2 separate regions of the Salmo salar genome follow, and region 1 is linked to region 2. A link is a contact called in public Hi-C data. All regions are on one chromosome and are shown on one strand. Each heading gives the region's core, a stretch centred on a gene start, on an enhancer-like site or on the middle of the called end of the contact. The rest is flanking DNA. Distances are from core to core; before and after follow the strand shown.

Evidence for each region. A called contact is a pair of places that touch in the nucleus more often than the background predicts.
Region 1: a Hi-C map of muscle shows a contact between it and region 2, with 6 times the contacts expected there. The contact joins the enhancer-like site here to the promoter of znf503 in region 2. A contact is called at or near these places in 2 of 3 Hi-C or Micro-C datasets (gill and muscle).

Annotation. Positions count from the first base shown.
Region 1 is chrssa01:74,628,414-74,634,578 of Ssal_v3.1, forward strand. All of the region lies in intron 2 of LOC123743785 (leucine-rich melanocyte differentiation-associated protein), which reads left to right. Among protein-coding and RNA genes, the nearest start is that of LOC123743785, 98 kb to the left of the region's middle. Within about 2 kb of position 4,423, at least 1 of the 13 cell types and tissues checked has an H3K27ac peak or open chromatin away from gene starts, as enhancers often do. A contact at or near this core is called in muscle, where this site is marked.
Region 2 is chrssa01:74,509,408-74,515,873 of Ssal_v3.1, forward strand. It overlaps znf503 (zinc finger protein 503), which reads right to left and starts at 3,611. Exons shown (of 2, transcript XM_014206672.2): 1 at 2,999-3,611; 2 at 714-2,599. The coding sequence starts at 3,241. The coding sequence ends at 1,175.

The DNA.
Region 1 (6,165 bases), core at 3,173-5,672, 120 kb after region 2:
ACTTATGAAAACATATGAACAGACAAGCATACTCATGCACAAGCGCACACACACACCATAGACATTAAAACCAGTAGATAGTTATAACACTGACGATATCCACGTATTTTAATGGAAAACTCCTGATGGCCGGAAGTATTTGAATTTGAAGCACACCATATTACTGAATGGGGCTGAATGGCACCAAAAAAAACTCGCTTAACTAGTAATGGATCATGGTTAATGTAGTCGTTTTCATCCTGCCTGAGAGAGTCAACCGCCAGCCTCCTCGTAGCCTGCCGGCCCGTGATTGGTCTGTGTCAGCACGTGGTGCTGTGTGACGACAAATGTAGTAGTCAGAATGGATCACTATTTAGTTAAATATCTCCATTTGTAGCCAACTTTAAAATAATTCACCGTGGGGATCGAACTTGATCATAATAAACTAATTTTAGAGGCCAAAAAATTAGAGGACCAAAAAATTGTTATTATTGTTTGGCTGTTCTGGCAATCATAATTTCCATAGGCTTTCTAGGGCAGACCAGGGCTTTTGGCACCACTAGCAGAGCTTGTGACTTCACGTGACTTCACACACCAGACCAGACACTGGGGGCCTGGCACACACACGCAGACAAACACACACACACTCTGTTCTTTTAATATGGCGCCATTCAACTACTTGTCATCCCCTGTACTGTGCCTATTAAGAAATGCTTTCAAACCAAGCCGGAGCTGGCAAAGATCCACCCTATGCTGTTGTCTGGCTGCTTCCTGGCACTGTCACATGGCCTCTCTGTCTCTGTCTCTCTGTCTGTGTCTCTCTCTGTGTCTCTGACTCTGTGTCTCTGTCTCTCTCTCTGTCTCTATCTCTGTGTCTCTATTTCTGTCTCTATCTCTGTCTCCCCCCTCTCTCTTTCTCTCTCTTCATGGTCCCTTTGCTTTGTCTTTGAAGGCTGTGAATCCTGGGCCATATGGAGCCTATCCACTCGTCTTATTGTAGCGCTCTGCTAGAGCCTCCCAGAGGCCTCTTGTAAAAGACTCGTGTAGCACGGCGCCGGGTAGCTGCTTGGTGACTGTCAGCACTGCTAGACCTCCGCTTTGTTGACATGTGGAGCTGAGTAGCGCGGGCCTGATGTCCTAACTCACTTACTATTAATGTGAGGAGACGCTGACACAGGCAGGAACTTCTGTCCCACTGACAGACAGGAGAAAGAGACTCTAGGTAGTTTGGTTTTTAATGAATGTACAGTATGTCATCATCATTGTAATGATTTGATGAAAACAATAGGTCCAGATACGATCTGAAATGAATGTAAAAGAGATTGCATGATAGCATACAGGTGGAATATGAACACAATTCATTTCATCAGAGGATTTAGATTTTATTTGACAAAACTACTGCATGTCAGACTGTTCAGAAATATTCATACTTGGCTTCCCACGGCCGGGTGACCCATGGGGCGGCACACAATTGGCCCAGCGTCGTCCGGGTTAGGGGAGGGTTTGGCCGGCAGGGATGTCCTTGTCCCATCGCGCACTAGCGACTCCTGTGACGGGCCGGGCGCAGTGCACGCTGACACAGTCGCCAGGTGTACGGTATTTCCTCCGTCACATTGGTGTGGCAGGCTTCCGGGTTAAGTAGGCATTGTGTCAAGAAGCAGTGAGGCTTGGTTGGGTTGTGTTTCGGAGGACGCACGGCTCTCAACCTTCGCCTCTCCCGAGTCCGTACAGGAGTTGCAGCGATGAGACAAGACTGTAACTACCAATTGGATATCATGAAATTGGGGAGAAAAAATGAAATATTCAAACTTTATATTGTGAGCCACAGCTGGTGATTCGTTCAACAAACGTATACATCTACCAGCGAACAAACTGTTTCTAATTTAACCTCTCATATACTGGCAACAGTTTATCATAATCATTCTGAGTGGAAAGGGAATAATGATCTGTATAAAGGTAGCCATCTTGAAAAAGCAATATGGAAGACTCGCTCTTCTGAGCAATGACTTCACCTGAACAGTTATTCTAGGGATAAGGGCATGAGACCATGTTAGAATAGTAGGACATGAATGTAGCGCCAGGACAGGAAACCATGTTAGAATAGTGGGACATGACTGTAGAGCTAGGAGAGGAAACCATGTTAGAATAGTGGGACATGACTGTGGCGTGGCAATACATTTTACATTTTAGTCATTTAGCAGACGCTCTTATCCAGAGCGACTTACAGTTAGTGAAGACAGCTAGGTGGGACAACCACATATCACAGGCATAGAAAGTACATTTTTCCTCAATAAAGTAGCTATAAGCAAAGTCAGAACTAGTAGCCACAAAATATTTTTGGTATCTCGGATTGTTCTGGCAATTTTCACAAGGAAACTTCATTGGGAGGAAGGATGTTTGACGTAGTTTTTATATTTATATCACAATTTGTTTTTTGAAAATCATGATAAACTTTTAGGCGTTTTTTGACTTACACAAGCCTCCTGTAAGACCTTATGAACCGTACATGATACAGACAGCACCTTGGTGTCATTGTACTCCATACAGTGGGTTCTAACATAATCATTTATGGATTGTCTAGTTTCTGAAATAAGAATTGTCACATTAATTAAGTCATCATTTAAATGATTAATAGTAATATCTAAAAAGTAAGCTTTTTGATTTTGCTAATTTTAAGACATATTATTTGGAACAGTACTCAACAAGAACATAACATTTCCAGACTGGGTTTTTTGCTCATTTTAAAGTGCTGATCAATTTAATGAGCACCACCAATACAGTGAATGGGAAAATGGATTCCCTCTGCTGGTGATTTGCTAAATGTTCAATCCTAAAGGAGTGCTGTGATTGGTTAAAGACCTACAGTATAGTGTCAATTTCTTTGTATAAAATGGGGTTAATCTACAAAAGTACCAGGGTGGGCTAAAGTCAGCACTCCTTCCCTCCTGGCTTGTACTCTCCATGGGGTCTGAGTTCTACAGCCCCCTAAGCCCAGCCCTCTCATAATGAGTTATAATCAGTGTGATAATGTACCACTGTTAGTACAGTACAGTAAAGCTAATCTAGCGTCAGGGATCATCAGATGAAATTTCAAACGAATGTCTTTAACTCTCTGTCTCTTCTCTCGTTAGCACACTTAACACTCATCTAATGAGACGGTGGTGACACTGAAACGCCCATGTGCTGCTTGTGAACGAGTTATGAATGTGTTATGAAGTCCTTATGTAGGTACCCTTCAGATAAAGTGCTACCGTGACGGATGAGCCAGGGAGTTGCTTGTCGTGGAACTTGAAAACCCTGCTGTGGTGGTTATTATGGGGTTTCCTATAGGATGGGGCTTGTGAATTAGACAGAGGATTGCAACAGTGAAAAAATCTGTCCATGTGCCTTGAGCAAGGCACTTAACCCACATTTCTCCTGTAGGTCGCTCTGGATAAGAGTGTCTGCTAAATGACTAAAATGTAAATGTAAAAAAAAATGAAAAGCAAAAGGTTAGGCTGTGGTTACCGGAGCGTTGTGACACCTGTCTCCCAGAGTTCGCCTCTGTACCATGAGGCTAATCCCTCAGTGTAGACCCCATCACATGACAGGGGAGAATACAAGGAGAGAAAGGGGAGTAGAGCAAGTGAAGGAGAAATGGATTGATGGGAGAGCGAGCGATGGAGGGAAACAGGGAAGGAAAAAGTGAGGAGAGAGGATTATTATTTAGAAATGTACTTTTCCCACTGTTTATATCCTGTTTTGGTTTAACTTAGTACTACTTTTTAAAATGATTCTATAACTGCATGCATGTGACTGGTTATAACCTAACACCTGCTCAGTATATTTCACCATACTTGCCCTGGTATAACCTCATTGAAATTGAAAATGAAGCTGAGAAAGAGGAGCAGAGGCTACTAATGGGCTGACTGCTGGCATCTGTGAGGAGGCCATTGGAGGGAGAGTATTGATGTAGATTGATCTTCTCATGCAATAAGTCATCCGAGGTCGACTGGTGGTGATCTTTCAATGTCTTGTATGTTACATACCGAGAATAGAATAGAAAATAATAGAACAGAATTGTAATTCTAAATATGTTTTCTTTTTCTGTCCTTTCTCTCCCTCCCTCCATGGAACCCTGTGCCTTGCTGATCTGCTCTGATCCTGATCACATTAAAACAGGTGCAGTATGTTCATTTAACTCTTTAATGGAATAATATCTGCCATGATTCATAAAAACAGCTAGTTAGTAACCATTACACAGCGGAGAAAAAGCAGCTGCGTAGGCCTCTGGGCACTTCCCAAATGTCATCCTATTCCCTATCGAGTGCATGAAGGTAGTGCACTAAATAGGGCATATGTGGTGCCATTTGGGATCCAGCCTATGTGTGTGAACCATCTGGTAGCTGGTTGTTGACCAGGCAAGCGTCAGAGTGTGTGTATTAATTGTGTGTGTGTGTGTATTAATCATGCTTACACAATGTCTTAATTACTCCCAGTGTAACTGCTCCCTCTCCAACCCAGGAGTTGACCTTTCTCTGCCTGGTACTCCAGCCCATTAATCATCCACAATCAACACTCACCCAGCGCCACACTCCCAGTCAGAGGACAGGGGAGAGGGACAATCACACCTGCCCACTACACAGTACCCCCTAGTACACACTAACACAGGCATGGACACGGACACTGAGACTGTATGTCTCAGTACAAAATACAATATCCTATAATACATTTCTCTTGGTGATTAATTGTGTCATTCTTCAACATTTCATATCTTGGACTCGATCCTCTATCATTTGGAGCTTCTCTAATATCTAATATCCCACAGGGAGGGAACCAGACAATATACCTATCAGCCCCAACAAATGGTCTTTCACTTCTAAATATGATACTCTGACATTCATAGCAGGCAGACACTCATTTCTTCCAGTCACATGGTTGATATGTCTAAGTGCCCGGGCAGGGACACATGGTACAAGTGAAAAACTAGGGCGCGCAGGCCTTATAACATTTCAGATCTTGTTTAGAGGCCTGGCCAAGTGAAGGGCAAATAGATTGACAAGTGGAGGTTGTGCTGGATGGAGCAGGTAGCTGACATGCCTGACTCCCCCGTCCCGTCCCCCTCCGCTGACGGGAGGCTTAATATATCATTTGTCAGTCAAGGATGGGCTTTCATTCAATCATGGCCTGGCACCCTGTCTCAAATGCCAGCGGGGGCTCGGCTTTCATGCACAAGAGAGCCTGAATGTGCACAGCTAGCGTCTATAGCTGGAGCTGAGGCGTTGAACACTGAAACAGCAACTATTCATTAGCGCTGTCAATAAATTAACCTCCCACCTTTACTACAGTACACACTGTTAGCACTGTTTAGTTGATAGGCTTAGTCTTTTCACAACATTAGATCGTCTTGCATCGCTTACAGACAAAATGGACAGAAATAAAATGTCTGCAACTTCGAAGTTCTGTAATAGTTTTATGACTACCTGCAAATTCCTGTCATAAATGTTTCATTATTTTTAATTTACCATCATAAATCAAGCCGGCGGTTTTGCCTCGGCTGCTTTTTTTAACAGGGTTGCTGGCTGCATAGTTTTATCTCTCGAAAACAGACCATGCACGGAAGTTATTGCATTAAAGAGATTCTCCAGTACTTTTGTGTACTTTTTAGCAATTACTTCTGGAAGTAGTGCTCACGAGCAAAATAGATTTTTTTTTTGTTGTTGAATTTTACCTTTATTTAACTAGGCAAGTCAGTTAAGAACAAATTCTTATTTTCAATGATAGCCTAGGAACAGTGGGTTAACTGCCTTGTTCAGCGGCAGAACGACAGATTTGTACCTTGTCAGCTCGGGGATTTGAACTTGCAACCTTTCGGTTACTAGTCCATCGCTCTAACCACTAGGCTACGCTGCCGCCCCCACATTGGGTACTACGTTTACCTTACATACTTTATGCGCAGATATGTGCACCACATCATTGCTCTCTCACTCGCTTTGCTCTGTGTGCCTCTTGCTAGCTGTCACTCAAATGACTAGGGGCAGAAGCTTATTGGCTGGCTCACATGGAGGACAATTTTGGGAAAATGGTGCCGCACAGCTTCCAGAAAACAGTAGCTTTCCAACTAGGGATCTTGTGGCTAATTTGAGGTAAGACAGTAATTCTGCTCATAGATTATGCATGTATGAACTACACATTGAGACATCCAGC
Region 2 (6,466 bases), core at 2,361-4,860:
GTATATTCATAATGAATGCATCTTAAATTACTAGTGAATATTGAGACAATATATTATAAATTAAATGTAGATAGATCAGCAAATAGCCTAAACGCATTTCAAACGGAGGCGCTATCGGTTTGTTGCTGAGGGAACCATTAAAACAGGCAATGTCGAGAGACATCATTTGTGCATCATCAAATACTGAAGTTAGGGATAAAACTCTATATAGCCAACAAGACTTATTTGGATATCACCTGCTTAAATCACTACAGAAATAAATGTCAAAGTACATCTGCAATCAACAATTATTAACATGCTTTTGATGGATGTATCCCGTTTTGGATCGTGCCCACAACCATGATGTCCAGCTATATTACTGTTGAAATAAATGTCTATCTAAATTGCATTCGAAGTTGTGTGTTCAGTTTTAAAAGCCTATCGTGTTTCAACGTTCAAGCATTTAAATGAGGTCTATATAGTTCAGAAACAATGAACCATACTAAAAATAGCATTTAGCCTACCCAATAGAAATAAAGTATTCTAAAAACGTAGCCTACTCGTAAATAACGTTGTAGTTATTCTGTATAGGCAACCAGTTAATAAGATTAACCTCCCAATCAGCACATTTCATGATATCCATTAAAAATGTTTATGAAACCAGAAAACGTTTAATGAAATAGCATGTTAAAAATGTAGATATTGTTATAATCATAAAAGGAGGCACACGGAAATATGGAACAGAATTGTTTCTTATTTTTCCAGAATACATACAAAAAAAAATACCAATTCTCTTTCCATGGTATACACCTGAAAAATAACAACAATTTAAAATGATGTGGACAATTTGGGATTTTAAGAAACAAACATGCATGTAAATAATTCTCTTCTCAATGAGACATTAAATAAGAACAATACAATCATAGCAATTTCAAATGAACATCGAAATGAAAACCCTTATTTTAGCCTATTAGTATTCTACCATGTGTGTTTTCACTTTACCTATAGAGTTCAGTTTAAACATAATGCACTTTGAGTCTCTCAAATGTCTTCCATTTGTAGCTATTATCATCCGCCTTCAGCCGACATAAATAAATACCGAGTTCACGGATCCCGCCCTTAGGTTGAGCGTTGATATAAAAGTCTTTATATTTGCATTTTTATAACTATAAACTTTTCAAAAGTCAAGTGTGTTTCACTGGTATCCCAGCGCTGATGCTGTGGTGAGTCTCTGGCCGTACAGGGCATAGGGGGAGTAGTATGGCCCGGTGGCTGCGGGGACAGGGACAGGGGCTCCGGTAGGCAGGGGGCTCTTGGAGTACGGATGGTAACGGCTGCTTAGTCCCAACGCGTGATGCGGACTCCTCAGCGTCAGTGTCCCAGGGCTTCCAGGGCCTCCTGACTGTGGCATGTGCATGTGGCATGCCATCGCAGCAGCCGCAGCACTAGCTAAAGATGAGGAATTAGGGTAACCCGATATCAACTTCTCCGCCCCGGTGAAGGCGGTGTGCGTCCGCAGGTGGTTCAGCAGCTCCTCGGATGAGGAGAAACGCTTGTCGCAGGGTCCGTTCGCTGACACCCAGTTACAGACGTGAGGAAGGGGGTCGTTGGGGAGCATGAAACCATAGGGGTACAAAGGATGTCCACTGAAAGATTGCGGAGAGGAGTGCATGCCGTGCAAAAGGTGTGTCGGGTACATGTGGTGGTACCCGGATTTCATCGCGTTGGCGGCCGCGGCAGCTGCGTTGTCGTGGCACTGCTGAGAGGCACTGGCAGCGCCCGCTAAGTGGCTGGCACAATGGTAACTTAAGCAGTAAGGGTCTCTACACAGGCTGGCTGACATGATGGAGGGTGGAGAGGCCCCGGCCAGGGGGCTGGATCCGGCCTTACTGCAGCCCATGCTGGCCAGCTGTGCGTTAACCAGGCTCCCGCCGTGAGGGAGGAAGTGTTGGGGATAACCAGCGTAGGCCCCTAAACTCCCGGGGTAGTGCATGCCAGCAGGCGGCAGGGGAAAAACTGTCTGACCCGGTTTGTAAGGAGAGACTGGGGCTACAAGTCCTGACCCGAGTCCGGAAGCAGAGGAAACGGAGGTTAGAGAGGAGGATTCCGAAGACATGGCTTTGGACCCAGGCGTTGTCTCCTGGTGCTGGTTCACCTCCACGTTAATTCCACCGCAACTCACGCTTATCCTGCTGTGGCTGTTAGTGGTTCCAGATCCGTCCGTTGTGCCATTTTTATTACAATCTGAATCTTTCTTGTCCTCCCTGTCTCCACACTTCCCCTCTGACGGCATGGGCGAGGCAGAAGTGCTAGAGTTGGGGCTGCCTGTCCGTGGCGTGAATGGCTGACAGGTGGCGCTCGGCACTCGGAAACCAGTCTTCTCTCCACTCGAGACGCCGGAGGACGAGTCCTTCTTATCTGACGGTTTCGAATAGGGTTTGAAGCTGGATTTGTCATCCACACCGATGTCACTCATTTTTAATGGACCGGATTTGGACTCCTTGTCACTAGATCCATTTGATGTAATAGAGGATAGTTTGGAGGAGGGAGGGGGGTCAGGTTTACCGATTTGAGAGCATGTCTGCGCCAGCAGTGCCAACGGACTCTTCTTAGCATCTAGCTGTAGAGAAAACAAGACCTATAATTTACAAATCGAGTACTGAAAAATATATATATATACAATCTCAAACAATATAGGACTTTTGGTCGAAATGCAACCAGAAACGCAATGTCCGAGTCCTTATCCAAAATAATTGTGCGCAATGCGCAGCTTTTACGCGAGAATAGCCGCGCTCTACGAGTAGATTTAAGATTCCCATTTCCTAAATTCATAACAATTTCCTTTACAAGTCATCTTTATAATAGAATAGCCCACATTTCCACTTCGATATAATAAATATGTTTTCTTTTATGCTATTCCATGTCTTACATTCCGGGATAACTGTTTCTATGTGTAATGCTTACAAAACAAACATGAAACTTTGAAGCATTCATTCTACTAGTCTTTTTGAAATCTTACCTCAATAGGGCTAATCGGAGTAGATGGTAACGGTTGAAGATACTCTGGGTGCAAAATGTGTCCTGATCGTGCCGTAAGCATTTTCAAAACCTTGATGGGGACTCGGTTAGCTTGCCGTAGATGGTCCGACGGGGGAACGGAGTGATGAAAAGGCTTGTTGATGATATTCCGAGAGTCGATGCTCTCCCAGACTAGATGAATACTACTATTTCTCAGAGCAGATACCGAGGGCGATGTGATCATGTCCCAATTCTCACGAAATTAGTCGGTAATTCATTTATCAGATTCATCAAGAAAAGCAAATACAACCTCTTTCGAAAATCAAGAGAGTGATATTGCGTGTAATAATCCGTATAATGAGAGGAAACGAAGAAGGTGCGGTTGGTAAGCAGGAAGAAGAGAGTGAGTGCGAGGTTATCGCGGATCCGTGGCTGCGTCTTTCACCATGGGCATAGCGCGTTCTGTGTCTCCCGGCTTGTCCGCGCTCTATACTCCCGAAGTACGAACTGGTAGAAATGTTCACTTCAAAAGCATCTGAATTAGTCCGAGATTAAAGCCTTTGCCGCCTTCCAATCAAATGGGACCCCGAGGTGATTGGAGGGTCAAGGGGATGTGACGTTGCCTCTTTGTAAGCGCCTCTATATTGACAGCTCGGGGGAGGAGATAGTGAGGAGGAATAGTTGGGTTGTTGTGTGCGCTCTCACGGACTCTCACCATCATTGAGGCTAGGCTTGTTTTGTTTTTTCAATGTCTAAAAAAGTGTATAGACCCAAGTCTGGAAATAGTAGTCTTTCTGACATTTTCAAAACAGTGAAAGTATTTGGCTGTAGAGGTAGGCGATGTGGTAATGGTTATTACTGGAAGGCATATAGGCTACATGATATTTAGGAGTTGGGAAATGTATTAATGAAACTATAGCATGCATTAAATAGCCTAATTATTAGTTTGTTCTCTAGAGACTAATGCAGTAATAAGAAATGTTTTCGGCACCCTTTGAGCTATATTACCAAGATCTTGAATCAATCAATACAAGCCTGTATCTTAGTTTACAGACATGTTCCTATATAAATTATATTCCACAACCAGAAGATCAACTACTTCAGCTTGAATTCCCCAATCAGACAAGCGTTGACAGGAACAGACCAATGCAGTGATGGAGGTATGTGAATGTCACATGTTTTCAGTATAATATACACCCCCCTTCTATTTCTATCTTCACGCCTCCGTCAACTGTCAATTCTGCTCCACCGCAATCAATCAGGTATTTGTCAGTGGCTGTCAATCCTGCCTTGATTTATGTCAGCTATTGTAGATGATTACATGCGAGCGTGGCTGCATGGGGAAAAGGACAAATGGAAAAGAGAGAGAGGCATCTGAGAAAAGAGACACTTCATTTGGACGAAATAAATCATCCTCGTGTTAAATTCAATTTGTATAAGCATCGACAATAGGTAGACAGCGACGCGCTAGACTATGCCACTTCTCCATAGCCTATGGTGTCCATGGAATTTAGGACGGTATTTGCAAATTAATAAGGATTTTGAGCAGAAAATTAAAGGACGAGGCTAACCAGATTTTATAAGGACTAACGCAGGCATAGCGACCGAAGAACCCGCTCTGTCGCAGATTCACAGGACTATTTAAGTAAACTTTTTCCCTTCCTGTCAAATACTTCACACAAAGAAAGTGTCCCAAACGGCTCAAAAGATGCCATGAACTTTTAGTGCTCGGATGTTTGTTAATTTCTCAGAAATAGTTCAATGTCTACTATTATATTTCATTTGCGTCATTTAGCAGACGCTCTTATCCAGAGCGATGTTCATGTTCCTGTCTAAGGACAATAATTGGTATGCCCTAATGGACTTCAATACGTTTATATAAATGTAACTTTATGGCTAATATTAGCCTACAATTCAATACATTTTAATGTAATTTGCTTCATTGTTAAAATAAAGTAAAAAAGGCTAATTTGTGCCCCATTCCTTCTGACTAGAACGTGTTTTTAAATGTCAATCTAGTAGTGCTGCTTAGCAAGCTATATAGAATACTTTTTAAAACTTAGAACAACAACACAGTTAGTGGGGGGCAAAGTTCCCCATAGAAAAGTCACTCTGGACAGGTGCCAATCGTATCCAACACATGTTAACATGTAGCCTAAGTTTCACATTTACTAAGTCAAACATAATGGCCTGGGTTTTCAGCAATACAAACAATAACCACTTTCCCGCAGATGCAAACGTATCTCTGAACGTATCGTAAAAACCTGCCATTTGCCTCTGGCACATGGTTATATCCCCAATAAAATGACAAAGAAAAGGGAACAAAAAACTGGTCCAGACATTTTATATGTCAACTCGATTTTATTTAGGCCTACATACAATGAAAATGATTTATTTTATTTAAGAGGGAGAAAAGAGGGGTGACTGAAAGAGAAAAGAGAAATTGTGTGTCAGAGTGCTGAGAAAAGAAGTTTAAAATACCTTGAACTCTTCACCGCTGAGATGGCTAATCAGTATTGAGGCTCGGGGGCAATCGGGTAGCTTTTCAATGCGGGGCCTCCTTTCATCTCAATCGGAATGGAGGCGCTCAATTAAAAGCCTATCAGTTTGTAAGTAAATCAACGCCTATCAAAGTTGTCACTTCAAACAAAACGATTATTATTGCAACCCGCCTCTACCATTAATCTCTCTCTGCGGTAATCCGCTTGACAGGTCATTGGAGAGCAAGAAAACCTGGAGTGGACGGTCACAGGGGGCAGAAAAACAGCTGGAAAAGTAAATACATTTATTTTAGGCCTTCAAAGAATTGAGGGACACTGGTTGACAGGGGATAGGAAAACTATAGGATATAATATTTGACGTTATATGATAGCCTAATGGGACGTTTTTTGGGAAGCGAAAATACAAAATAGAACTAGTGTAAAATATGTACGCTACATAATTGATAGTTTAACCATATATAGGAATTATAGACAGAATATTAGAATATTACATTACGATATTACAAGTGTCACTTTTGACATTGTCCTATAGGCCTATTCACACGAAGCTCAATTTATTGTAGCCTTTTCATATAGGCCTAGTGGCTAGCATTATATGATAGCAGTTTTATAATATAAGGCTTAGAATATAAAGGCTATATCGAAAATGAATTTACATTGTAGCCTAATGTATTTTACATTTAATATGATGCATAGCCTACAATGACATTAGATATGATTTATTCTTAACATTTTAGACCATAATATTTTACTGAGTGTAATTTCTGAATGCCTTCCTCATTACCCTATGTGCACAAAACTGTCATTAATATTTAACAGTAGTCTGACAAGTTAAACAATAAAAACATAAATCAATTAAATTACATTGTGACATTTATTTTGGTAGTAATAGACCTACAAAGTGGAAACTAACTAAGCAAAAAAGTGTCTGACAAATATTATATTTTTTCATGACCCTGAAAGGCTGT